2 separate regions of the Rattus norvegicus genome follow, and region 1 is linked to region 2. A link is a contact called in public Hi-C data. All regions are on one chromosome and are shown on one strand. Each heading gives the region's core, a stretch centred on a gene start, on an enhancer-like site or on the middle of the called end of the contact. The rest is flanking DNA. Distances are from core to core; before and after follow the strand shown.

The links. Hi-C and Micro-C count contacts between places; a contact is called where the count stands out from the background.
Region 1: a contact with region 2 is called in a Hi-C map of frontal cortex, with 1.8 times the contacts expected there. The contact joins two enhancer-like sites. A contact is called at or near these places in 5 of 12 Hi-C or Micro-C datasets (the A7r5 cell line, Schwann cells, frontal cortex and 2 more).

What each region holds. Positions count from the first base shown.
Region 1 is chr11:97,566,303-97,569,376 of GRCr8, forward strand. It overlaps a transcript of Ppm1f not described here. Among named protein-coding and RNA genes, the nearest start is that of Ppm1f, 31 kb to the right of the region's middle. Within about 2 kb of position 1,304, at least 28 of the 93 cell types and tissues checked have an H3K27ac peak or open chromatin away from gene starts, as enhancers often do.
Region 2 is chr11:97,464,267-97,467,322 of GRCr8, forward strand. It overlaps Mapk1 (mitogen activated protein kinase 1), which reads right to left. Exons shown (of 9, transcript NM_053842.2): 9 at 1-2,073. Among named protein-coding and RNA genes, the nearest start is that of Ypel1, 25 kb to the left of the region's middle. Within about 2 kb of position 1,400, at least 29 of the 93 cell types and tissues checked have an H3K27ac peak or open chromatin away from gene starts, as enhancers often do.

The DNA.
Region 1 (3,074 bases), core at 54-2,553, 100 kb after region 2:
TTGCATCCCCCCTCCCCCGCCCTGTTTGATGAAGGAATCACAAACCAAATGACAGAAACCACAGAGATTCTGAAAACTGCCTCTTCCTCGGGTTGAAGAACTGCTCGTGTAGGCTTTGCAGGCAGTATATCTTCCACTCTTGGTGGAGATTTGGTAGATGGCTTTGTGGGATGCCCTGTTATCCCTCGGAGCTGTGTGAGATGTCAGGATGATGTCTTCTACATGGCTGGACTGAGCCCTGCCCCTGCCGGTTCTCAGTTGTCTTGACTTGAAATGATGTATTGATCCCCAAGGGTACCGAGGCAGCTTTCAGTTGTCCTGAAGAGCGGTTTCTTGGGTACTGGGGGCTCCAATCCACTTGACCCTGCATGTGCTTATTGCACTGAAGACTTTGGGAGCAAATTCCATTCTAACCAGCAAGGTGGGTGAGGTGGCAGGAGTTGCAAGTCACTGTGGAGGGACGGAGGGCTGCAGGTCTAGAGTCAGATGGGGAGTTCAGTGGATCCAGGTAGGTCTCTCTTAAAGGCCACTTGCTATAATTGTTCTGAGGCAGGTCCCTTACCTGTTCTGGCAAGTCTTTAAGGACCAGTCACTGGGTTCTGTAGTTTCAAGCTTTTCATTAGATCAGTGAGCCTTGTCTGACATTGAAATTCGCCATCAGGGCAGGCTCCCTCAGCTGCCGCCCTTCATACCCTGATTTAGCTACCTGGACTGTGGATCTACCTGGCTGCCCAGGCACTACGAGGTCTGTGGAGAGACCCTTAGTCTTAACATCCCTCTCTTATGCTACTGCTGACATCTCACCAGCTGAGGTTTCAAGACAGCGTTTCTCTGTAGATCAGGTTAACCTAGAACTCAGAGATCACCCTACTTCTGCCTCCCTCAGTGCTGTGATTAAAGGTGTGCATCACCACGTCCAGCCTAAAGCAGACTCACTACAAGTCAGGTATTTCAGTTGCTCTTGGCAAGCATGTTTCTAGACTTAGCACACACCATCTTTTAACTTGGCTCCGTTCTAGAACTGTGCTTAAATCCTGATGCACAGCTCTGTGCTGCAGCTTTGTTTCCATGGCAACCCTAAGCTCTTTATGACTCTCCTTAGAGATTTTTAAGTGGTGTTTTTGGATTATTCGGTGTGGTGGCTTGAGTATGAAATGTCCCCGGAGATCTGAACACTTGGTCTGCAGCTGGTGGCACTGTTTGGGAAGGTTATGGAGCCTCCAGGAAGTGCAGTGGAGGGTAGTGGTGGGTCACTGGGGGGTGGACTTTGAAGGTTTGTAGCTGGCCCTGCTTCCTCTGTATGGATGAGATCTGTTCTTCTGGGCTGCTCGGTTGGCCTCACACCCTACCTGGATGGGTTGTGAGCCAAAATGAACTGTCTTCCATCACTTGCTTTTCTTCAGTGTTTTAGTCACAACAATGTGAAAGCAATTTATTTGGGTATTTCCAGACAATAAACCCAAAACCGTGGAATTTTAACATTTGTCTGTTCTACTGAGATAAAATTAGACTGAACACAAAAGCATGTCTGCTGTGCTGAGAAAACAGAACTTAGGGGAAATGTAAACAAAAAGAGTGACCCATAACCGCGTCTCAGAAGTCAGCAGTGGGCGCTCAGTGCACTCACTCACCAGAGCCCCCGGGCTGTGCTTCCCACTGTGCACCCCGTCTTCTGTGAGCTTCTGCCCTTGGCCCTGCATGAAGGACATGGCAAGTGCCAGGCAGAGAGCAGGGTGGAAGCCCAAGAAATGCCTGGCGCTTTAGTGCCCATGCAGGTGGTTCTGTGAGGGTCTATGTCCAGAGGTGGCCCCAACTCACTGGAGGACCTTGTACTCAGTGCCCGAATGCTGGGTTCCCCAGGGGCCTGACCCTCTACCCCACAGCTGGTGGGATGGACAATCTCAGGATGAGTCCCAGGACCAGCTGGCTAGGTACTTTCTCAAATCTTCAGCAGCTTCCAAACACACCCTGGATGCCAAGAGGTCCCCAGACCCACCATGTCTCTTGAAGGCTCAGGTTTTCAATGCTCTGTCCCAAGTACCAAGCTGTTGGTGCTATTTTGGGAAATTGCGGAAACCAGCAGGCAGGACTTGGGTTTTGGAAGCTGATCACATCCTGTGGGTCCCCGGTCACTTCTCTCCACTCTTCTTGGGTTGGCTTTGAGGTAGACAGTCATGAAGTCTGTCACGTGTTCCTGCTCAAGCACACGGGATCAACCATGGGCTGAACTCTCTAGAACACCTTCTTTTAAAATACTTGAGTATTGGATACACAGGTTAACTGTAGACAGGCACACAGGGGACAGACGCAGTAGCACTCAGGAATCTTGAATATATGGTTTATTGACACCAGTATAGGGGCCCCAGGGGAAGACTGTCCTATGAGCTCATAACCTTGGGACTTGTCTCTAAGACTAAAGGAACATGGTGTCTTAGAACAAGACTCCCAGGAAGCCCCCTGAAATAACCCTTGGCAAGGCCCACATGGCATGTAAATGGCAAAGCTTGGTGTGTTTGGTAAAGCCAAAGAGTCCAGTGCAAAAGCACGGGACTCCAGAAGACGGTCCCTGGAGGCTACAGATGCTGAAGCAAACCAGCCCAGCTTGCGTCACACAAATTGGCCTGGCTTCCCTACAGTATGGCCAGAGCCATCCTCCTGGCCTGAGAATACAGTTGAGGTAGCCAGGACACCCATGCTGAAACTTACCACTGGGAGAGAGGGGCACTTCGTGCAGAGCCCAAGAGGGCAGGGGCAGACAGATCATGGTGAACAGCAGGGCTTTTAAGACCTCCAGGTGCTGATACCCCTCCCACGAGTTCTGAGACTCCCAAAGCTGTGCCTCAGACACCTTGCTTCAACACTCCTTGTGCCCTCCCACCTCTTACGCCCCCAGGCCCTAGTTGGGAGGCAGCTGTACTGCAAAGGCAGGCTGACGGCTTCAGCTTTTGTATCCATGCAAGACACTGGCGCCTGTAACTCAGCTCTTTTCCAGCCCACTTAATTTTAAGAATAGACACTAATAATACTGAATCCCTCTCTGCTGCTGGTGGAGGATGGGCTCCCCTTCTCTGGCA
Region 2 (3,056 bases), core at 150-2,649:
CTGGTGGCAGGTGCCATGGGGGGGGTGGTGGTGGCGGGTGCCATGGGACGCTGAACAGACACCTGCGCCCCTCCCCCCACTCCTGGGGGCAAGAAGGCCCTTTTCAGAGGGAACCAGACTCCACCTCGGTATGTTTGTTCTGACTACTTGAGACCTGGTTTTAAGAGAGGACCATGTCAGATTCATTTGCTCTTCAGGGCAGAAGGGGAGGACCTTTCTTTTGGTTTCTGAGACAGGGCCTAGAAAGTCCCAACTGTCTTGGACCTCCCTATGCAAACCAGGCTTGCTTCCAATTCAGAGACCCACCTGCCTCTGACTTCTGAATGCTGGGATTAAAGGTGCATGCCATCTTATGTAAACTGATGTGTGGGGCAGTGCATGGGGAGTGGGGTGGAGAGAAATAGAGTAAGGCCCATGAACAGTTCTGTCTGAAGCACAAGTTATAAATTGATTAGGACACACCGATCCAGAGGAAATCAACACTGCATCTTATCATCGGTGTAAAGATAAAGATGTACATTTATTTCCATGAGTTACAAGTGCATTGCACTGCTGTTCATACTAACAGGCAGTCTATAGAACCCATTTTCCATTGCTATCAAAATAAAATAAAATAAAATAAAAACCAAGAAAATAAAAGGACAGTTGAGAAATGAAAAGTTAATAATATAATTATCTTTCCTATATTATCTTCTGGGTAGCATTCTCTTCATGGAATACAACTCAGAGGTCACAACAGATTTCACTCAACCAAAGGATGTGACACTTGGACATTGGTCTCTGCACAGAGACCTTAACAGTCATGCAATAGCACAGTAAGTATTGAACAAGGCAAATTTCTCATCAGAGAGCAGTGAGGGGTTGGGAGGCACTGCACTGGGATAACACCATCAACTCCACAGCACACAGTGCAGGAACAAAATATAGGAGAGAAGGAAAGAAAAAGAGAGCTTCAACAGTTACTGCTAGCCTTTTATGACGTTAACTCAGCAGTACCAGAAACATCTCTAACTTGGCAACAGCTTCGTGAGGAGAGCTCATGAAGGCTTTATTACATACAAGTCATTACACTGCTGAAAGATGAGCTCGCGGTGCTGACATGCTGCAGGAGAAGAACTGTACACTTTCTCACTCAAAGATGCAGTGTTCCCTTTAACTAAATCCCCAGGCAGTGAGCATGGTTACAAAGCAGCCTTCTGTGTGGGACAGTTCAAGGCTGTATGGCGCTCCACCCTGAACATCTAGGTCAGCCTGCTCTCTACTTTTCTGGAAACTTCCACAGCTTTGTGCATGTCCATCTTGCAGCGAATGACAAGCACAGCTGTTACTTTCAATCTCTGGCTAAGGATAGTGTGTAACATTTTGGCAAGCACCACACCTCCATTACAATAGAGTAACCATAGAAACCTGAAGAATATCATTGCTGGTGCAATGCTTCCTCTCTATTTCATTTAAACAATGACCACATTCTTAAAAAGCTGGGAAAATACCACATAGTTTAAATTTGGGACTTACACGATACCCAGAAAAATGCCCCAAAGGACTCCTGCAACAGAAGCGCCTGCCCCTGCAGCCTGCACCACCATCCAGGGCCGCCCGAAAGCTCCGATCTGAGCAGACAGCTACAGCCAACAGATGGCGTGTAAGTTTGGAGCTGTCACTGACTTAAGGTGCCTTATGTCTTAGCCTTCCCTAATGTAAGGTGGGTGGGCATAACTGGAACAAGTCTGTTAAGACTTGCTCTGAGGAGGCTGACAGTTCAGTAGGTGACATGTAGGAAGGATTCAGGGCAGGGAGGAACCACTGCATCTTTCAAACCAGAAAGCAGTTACTGACTAAACAACAGTGAGCACTTGAGTGCACTGAGTGCAACTGTGCAGGGCCTGGTGCAGGAGAACTCTCTGGACTGAAGAATTCCGTGAAAGTATAAAAGCCACTACGACCAGAACTGCCCCTCGGAACGGCTCAAAGGAGTCAAGAGTGGGTAAGCTGAGACGGGCTGGAGACAGGACCAGGGTCAAGAACTGGGGGGACACCGACATCTGAACGCGTCCAGTCCTCTGAGCCCTTGTCCTGTAAAACAAAGATAAACTCAGGAGTAAGGATTGAGCCATGTGAGAACAGTAAAGGCAACAGCACAAAATGGCAAAGTAAAAATGTAACGGGATGAAAAGATTGTCAAAAGATCACTGCACTCTCACACCCACACCACAAGTGTAATGTGCAGGTCCTAAAGGCTCTGCCCTCATGCCACAGCCATCTTTTTCAGACAATTCTTAAGAGCTGAGTTGGTACTGTGTGGTGGTCTGAATGAAAATGGTCTCTGCACGCTTATAGGGAAAGGCACAATTATTAAGGTATGGAGTTGTTAGAGTAGGTGTGACCTTGTTGGAGAAAATGTGTCACTGGGGGTGGGCTTTGAGGTTTCAGAAGCAGAAGCCAGGCCCAGAGGCTCACTGTGTCTTCCTGATGCCTGCCAATCTGGATGTAGAACTCTTGGCTACCTCTCCAAAAACCATGTCTTACAGTGAGCCATTGTGCTTCCCTCCATGATGATAACGGACTAAACCTCTCAACTATAAGCCAGCACCAATCACATAAACTTTATAGGAGTCGCTGTGCAATTGGTGTCTCTTACACTCATAGACTTGCTGGCTTCCCAAGATACCCACCATTCCCACAGTCAAAACCAGAGTTTACAAAGTCTTTTCAAAGTATTGTGTCTTCTTTCTCTTCTTTGGAAGACTCCCTTTCTCAGGATGACTGGGTAGGATAGTCACCTGTGCTCATAATGGGATGTGTTGTTAACACCCAAGTTTTCTCTTACTAAGAACAACTAAGCCCTGGTGGGCAGTGAGGATAGTAGACTGGGATTCTGAAAGGTGAGAGGTTGTTGCTGATTCCCAGCGGTGGATGGTGGGAATGACCACATCTATCGTCCAGTCAGCCTCCATTTGTCTGTGTTCAGAAAAATGGTCACCTGCCTTACCTCCAGCAGCCTGCATATGGCTGGCCAACTACAGTGTCACCATGGGAAAATACAAGTCACATCTCTC